Linked DNA regions of Arabidopsis thaliana: region 2 is linked to region 1. Evidence: chromatin contacts called from public targeted proximity ligation data. All regions are on one chromosome and are shown on one strand. The core of a region is the stretch at or near the end of the contact, and the rest is flanking DNA. Distances in the headings are between cores, read along the strand shown.

Region 1 (3,496 bases), core at 298-2,797:
AGAACGCAATTTAAACCAGTGACTAATGTTTTGATTGGTTCTCCCTCTGCCACCTGCAAACGCTGCGTTTGCGGGTGGTAGCGGTTGTTAGCGTTTGACACTAATCATAGAAACCGCTAGATACCGTTTTGGACCGCTTGAAATCGCCAGATTTCAAAAGCTTCTTCCCGTAAGCGTTTGCGGTTGCGGGCGGTAGCGGTTAGGTTAATTTTTTTTTTTAATTAATTAAAATAATTATATCTTCCATCCAAACCCTATATATTTTATTCTTATCAGAAAACCCTAATCAATATATTGAAACCCTATTTTCTCAATTATGGCATCTACCCAAACTAACGAAAATCAAAATCAAAATCAAAAATCAAACGTAAGTATGATCTATCCTTTCATCCATTCATTAGCTAGTGTAATTCTCTGAGTATTTCATGGCATCGTCATTTTTTTTATTTTGTATTTTTTTGAGTTTTTTTATTGAATATATGTTTTGATTTGTTTTCTCGATTAGAAAATTATTTGGTCAGACGAGATGACCCGTTTCTTGTTAGAACTTTATCATATGTATAGAGGCAATCCGGAAAATCCACGAGTTCAACGTTATTTACAGTTTATTACACTACTTGATGCAATTTTTGGTGATGTACCAAATGCATAAAGTACTAAGCTTTTTCTTACAAAATTTATTTATTTTTGAATTTAATGTTTTATTTATGGTTTTAATTATTAAGCATGTTTAATTTTCTAATATTATCAATTTATCATAATAATATATTGTATTTTTTCTTTTAAAATTAATATATTATATTTATTTTGGTTATTTTTTATTTAATTACTATCGCACTCGCTGATTTACCAGTCATAAAACTTCCGTAAACGCACCCATTATCAAACGCTCAACCAGTCGTTCAAAACGCTTGATAATGCTTGAAACCGCAACCGCCTGTTTCCGCAAACTCCCGCAACCGCAACCGCAATTGATTAATGATTTATGTTACACGGTTTTGAAGCAAGCATGAATTATATCACATGTATAATATTCTTACACATACTCTTAGATTGAAGTAAAGAACTAGTACCAATCAATTCCTCTAAGAGAAACCTAAGTTAGCTATACAATGGAACACACAAGGCCAACTTCAATTATGCATTTTAAGTTTTTAACCAAACCACACACGCAAAAAAACTTAAAGATCAGACTAACACAATTCACTGTTATTAGCTACACAACTTGAGAAGAAGAAACAGAGTGAACAAACAATGGACTAACGAATGAAGTATACAATTAAAACAAGAGATCTAACTCGAACAGAAGTTTCTTTACCATTTGTCAGCTTTTCCACAGCTAATGTTTATCCCAAAAGACAAGAAACTGAAAAACTTCAACAGACAATGAAAGAGAAGATTCGTTAGGGTTTTATTTTGTCTATGGGCCGTCTATTGTGTGATCCATAAGAATTAGTTGTGTAAAATCAATTATAATTGAGCTTACAATTTAAACGGTCCATCTTCTCAACTAACATAATAATTTAAAAAAAAAACTAGAAAAGCCTCTCAAGTCTTAAGTCAACTTTGTTCCTCCTTCTCTGAAGAGATATATAATACTCTTTTTTTCTTTCCCAATATTTTTCGATTTCTTCATCATTCATTCGCGCAAACATTCCAAAAGTTTTCTCTTTTCAACTAGTCAATAGTCAATACTTTAAATTCATCATCACTTTTGCTTTTCAACTCTTTCATCTTCTTGTCCAAATTTTCTATTAATGGACAACAGTATTCACGTGAAGCGAGAGATTCAACTTCCATCTACTTCTCCGGCTGGCTTTCCGGGGAGAGAATCTGTAACTGTAGTCGATCTCTGTAGTAGTGATGACGACTCCGACATTGGAGAAGTCGCCGGTGGATTAGAGAAAGTAGGAAACAACTTCGTCGGTCTGAAGAGAGGACGAGATACTTTTGGAGGTTCTTCCGAAGTGGATAGGAATAATGTGAAGAAGGTAACAACACTTGCTGAGTTAGGAGTTGGGTTACCGGAAGGATTCGGCCAATCGAATCCACCGGAAAGTTTGACGCATCCTATTCCTGCGAATCCGTGTAATGTCTTCAGGCCTGTACCGCCGCCGCCGCCGCCACCGTATGCCGGCACGTCTGGGAAGATTGGCGGTTGTAAGCAGTTTTGGAAAGCTGGAGATTATGAAGGAGCAGCTGGCGATAACTGGGATCTTTCTTCAGGTAAACCAAATTTTAATTTTATTCATTAGACAGTAATGTGGAATGTTGGTCGGAACAAAACTTTTGAGTGTTACAATTTGTGTCTCAGGTGGTTTTGATCATGTAAGAGTCCATCCAAAGTTTTTGCATTCTAATGCAACTAGTCACAAATGGGCTCTTGGAGGTATTATTCTTATTGGTCAACCTTTATATGAGCGAGTTTGCCTCTATTTTTTTGAGCTTATCTGAGTTCTCTTATGCAGCTTTTGCAGAGCTTTTGGACAATGCCTTGGATGAGGTAGGTTTTTGTTTCTTTACTTGTCTTAGACAGATTGTATGATGTGTAGTAATGGTTTCTCTCGTTGATATCAGGTTGCCAGTGGAGCTACTTATGTTAAAGTAGACATGCTAGAAAACAACAAAGGGGGAAACAGGATGTTATTAATTGAAGGTATACACTTTACCTAGCAATTCTTAAAGAACCTCTTCCCTAATTTATTCATGTGGTTATTGGTTGCCTAAAATGCAACACTTTTGTCCACTCATGTACTACGAGAATCCTTATGTTTTGAACTGCAGATAACGGGGGTGGGATGGACCCTGAAAAAATGCGACAATGCATGTCTCTAGGATACTCTGCAAAAAGCAAACTTGCAAACACCATTGGACAATGTAATTATTCTTTGTTTATCCGACTTATATCGAAAGTTTGCAGGAAGATGCTTAATTTATTTACTGCTTATAGATGGCAATGGGTTTAAGACTAGTACAATGAGACTTGGAGCTGATGTTATTGTTTTCTCGCGTTGCCCTGGGAAAGATGGAAAGAGGTTAGTTGTTTATTATCAATGTGTTACACCTTTCGGCTATCATGTCTTTTATCATTTTTGTTGGATTGTATTTCATTCCCGAAGAATATGAACAATAGTTGAAGTTATAATTTTTGGTTAATAGATAATTTACTTGATGTTGGTTTTAGCTCTACGCAGAGCATCGGACTCCTATCATATACATTTCTAAGGAGCACAGGAAAGGAGGACATTGTTGTTCCCATGGTAATCGTTCTTTGTTTCATTTATGGCATTGTTAGAGAACAACTTCATGCTCTATTATGAGTTGTATTCTGATATGAAATTCCATTCAATTGCTTGGTTCAACAACATGATTCTTCTAATCTTTGGTTAACATGGGATTCAGTGGCACGTATCAGCTGGTTACGTGTACACTATTTATTGCAATCTTTGTTCAGTGTTAGAGGAAGTGTGAAGCACTAATATGTCTTATGTCCACA
Region 2 (3,496 bases), core at 451-2,950, 41 kb after region 1:
CTCTCGACACCGTATGTTACACTCTCTCTGTTTCATATCATTGTCATGTTATATTTCCTCTGTTTCATAATGATCTGATGTTTGAGAATTAAGCAAAAATATCATTACCTCAATGCAAAAATATGAATTTTCTGTTCTGATTGGTTACTTTTGTGTTATAAGTTAGTAGTTACTCTTTAAGATTGTTGGGTGAATATGGATGCAGGTGGAGATAGTGATGGCGTTGGAGGAAAAGTTTAACATAAGTGTGGAGGAATCTGATGCTCAAAACATTACGACCATCCAAGAGGCGGCTGATTTGATAGAGGACCTTGTTCAAAAGAAACCCGCGGCGGAAACTTCCTGAACCGGCTGTCTTTTCTTTCCTGACCTATTCTTGCCTTCAGAGCGTTTTATTACGGTATATTAGACCGTTTGTTATTTTTATTTATTTCGGAAGCTAAGATTGGGTGTTGACAATGAGACAACTTTGGTACGTTGAGATTGATTCTTTGTGGTGATTGGTCTTATGACGAATTCATAATTGTGTATTGTTTCACTACCACCTGGTCTTTTCTGTATTTGAGTTATGACATCGTTTTGTTAGTCGTGGTTAGGTTAAGTTAACTACCCTCAAAGAATGAAAACGAGAGTTGATCTTAGGTGAGTTGGGTAGTATCAAGTAGGGTAAAGCAGATGTATACTGTCTACTCAAATAGAATGGGTGTGAAAAAAACATTACCTGAAAATATGTATGAATGTAATTTGACTAGGATATTGTTGGTTTTTTGGACATTCTTATTGGGTAATCTCAAATATATTTGAGGTAATTTCAAAAGTACTAATAATATGGATATCCTTAAACTTTTGAGTAATTGATTTTTATTTTATTTTGTAATGAACGTATTTATGTACTTATTAAACCTAATTAATTTAAACTTTATATCAATGAAATCATGCAAAAGATTCTAGGTCTTTAATTTTCTTGCAGAACAAGTCACCCCTTCTCTTCTTAAACTGTAAATTTTTTATCAGCACTACAATTGCAATTGCATAGATGATGGTAGTGTAAGCAATCTTCTAGCCGCTTCCGGGTTGCAAAGTTACCAAATCTTGGTAGATTTTATAGACGATGTAGACAATCAATACATATCTCCGAGATGATACCACCTCCAATATTTTTTATACTTAATGATTTTTGTCCAATCTTACTTTGAAAACAAATATGTTCAAACCCCCTAAAACAACCCAATCATGATATGAGTAGTATTTCTCATCCTTGTATGTTTTGCCATATAGATTAATGTTTCTAATCCTCCAATTTCGTAATGGTACAGTTGCTTGAGAATCTCAAGCAATCATCATAAAAATATCACTTAAATCGATACAAAATATAAAATAAATCATGTTAGACATGAAGAATAAAAGACAAGAGTTCATTACAATATTAATCACAAGCTTTACATTCATAAATCTACCAAAAGCCAACACTACTTCACACATAAATATTTTTCTCTTGATTCATATGTAATTCAAAATTGAATCGATAACTAATTATTAGTAATCTGTATTAATGTACCCAGTTGTTATTTGTGGTTCCATAATTAATTTAAAAGGTTTTAAAAATAAAACAATTACTAATGATTTTAAAATTGCACAAATGGGTTTAGTTGAGGAAAAAATATATTAAAGAAATGGGTCCCACGTTCTCTCAACTTCCTCTCCCGCCACCATTCGGTCCACGCGTACCTCGTTTACATCTTCTCCCTTCTTCTTCCTCAGCAGCTCAATCGAAAAGTCTTTCCCACCTTGTTGACTCCGTCGATGGCGCGGAGACCAGGAACCTCCGCTTCTTCTTCACCCACGATGTCTCCGTCTCATCGGATGAGCGGCGGCGGAGGAGGAATCTCCGGCAAAAGCACGCTCCGGAAACAAAACGCCGCCGAGCTACTCGCGAAGGTCATGGAGAAGCGCGAATATGATTATGATTACGACGATGAAGATGGAGGTGAAGATCTGTACCAGGTACATCTTCCTCCTCTTACTCAGTCTCGAAGACGAGATGATAAGCGTATTGGTAAGGGCTCAGTCAACGAGAAAAAGGCTCCGGCGAAGAAACCGATCATACTTCCGGCGCCTAAATTTGATGATGAATCCGAAGATGATGAAACTAGAGCTAATTTTCGCCCAAATCCAGTGATAATTCCTAAAAAGAATGCTAGGGAACCGAGAAAAGCTCCGGCGACGAAACCGGTCGTTCTTCCGCCACCTAAATTTTCCAATGTGCGCCGGATTCCAGTGGAGATTTCTGGAAGGAATGCTAGGGGTTCGAAAGAAGCTTCGACGGTGAAACAAGTCGTTAGTACGCCTAAATTTGACGATGAATACGACAGTGATGAAATTACAGAGGATGTTCCCCGGAATCCAGTGGAGATTAGGGGTCCGGTCAGAGGAAAAGTAGCTCCGGCGGTCAAACCCGTAGTCGTTCTTCCGACTAAATTTGACGATGAATACGACAGTGATGAAATTACAGAGGATGTTCCCCGGAATCCAGTGGAGATTAGGGGTACCGTCAGAGGAAAAGTAGCTCCGGCGGTCAAACCCGTAGTCGTTCTTCCGACTAAATTTGACGATGAATACGATAGTGATGAAATTACAGCCGATGTGTCCCGGAATCCAGTGGAGGTTAGGGATCCAGTCAGAGGGAAGTTAGCTCCGGTGGTGAAACCCGTCGTTCTTCCGACTAAATTTGACGATGAATACGATAGTGACGAAATTGCAGCTGATGTCTCCCGGAAGGCAGTGGAGATTCCTCAAAAGAATGAAAAGAGTACACTCAGGGTTAGAGTCCCGGCATATTCACGTCGGAATCCGTTGGAGGAATTTGAGCAGAACGGAGAAGACAAGCAAAATGTTCAATGTGATGTGCCTGCTAAACAATCGGAAGCTCAATTAAAGTATAAGAAAAGGTAAAGCAAATTTTTCTCAAGTCAAAGCTTCTTTTGTATATGTTGTGTTTGACGAAATGACTGGGAACGAACGATTAGTTTCAGGTACCATCCTGCAAATATTTTAGCACCTAATAACTCTAACCAGCAGGAAGATGATCGAGAAGCTTCAGCCCTGCGTGATGAAGTAGGTGTTTCCCAAAATACAAGAAAACTATTTTGGTTACATCACTGATCTCTCATTTGAATCCAACTCATTATCATTGCAGTTAGACATGCTTCAAGAAGAAAACGATAATATAATGGATAAGGTCAGTGTGAACGCTCTCTTTATCTCTAATGTAGGTTATTTGTTTGTGTTTGCTGCCTTTTTGTACTTGATGTGTATATTCTTGAGTTACATATGCAGCTTCAGCGCGCTGAAGAAAGACGCGAAGCTGCAGAAGCAAGGGCTAAAGAGCTTGAGAAACAGGTGTTTATTATATCCAGTACATTTGACTTTTGTAGACATGTTTATATACAATGTTGATGGTTACTTTTAAGCTTGGTATGACTTACAACAGGTTGCT

Evidence for each region.
Region 2: a targeted proximity ligation map of shoot shows a contact between it and region 1, with 11 read pairs. A contact is called at or near these places in 3 of 26 Hi-C or Micro-C datasets (root and shoot) and 1 of 2 datasets of targeted methods (shoot).

Annotation. Positions count from the first base shown.
Region 1 is chr4:12,829,368-12,832,863 of TAIR10.1, forward strand. AT4G24970 (Histidine kinase-, DNA gyrase B-, and HSP90-like ATPase family protein) reads left to right here and starts at 1,548. Exons shown (of 19, transcript NM_118629.3): 1 at 1,548-2,226; 2 at 2,315-2,389; 3 at 2,469-2,503; 4 at 2,578-2,656; 5 at 2,785-2,877; 6 at 2,951-3,035; 7 at 3,185-3,260. The coding sequence starts at 1,758.
Region 2 is chr4:12,870,679-12,874,174 of TAIR10.1, forward strand. It overlaps AT4G25070 (caldesmon-like protein), which reads left to right and starts at 1,701. Exons shown (of 16, transcript NM_001125579.2): 1 at 1,701-2,948; 2 at 3,027-3,114; 3 at 3,197-3,238; 4 at 3,337-3,399; 5 at 3,491-3,496. The coding sequence starts at 1,804. It overlaps ACP4 (acyl carrier protein 4), which reads left to right. Exons shown (of 4, transcript NM_118637.4): 3 at 1-11; 4 at 206-886. The coding sequence ends at 346.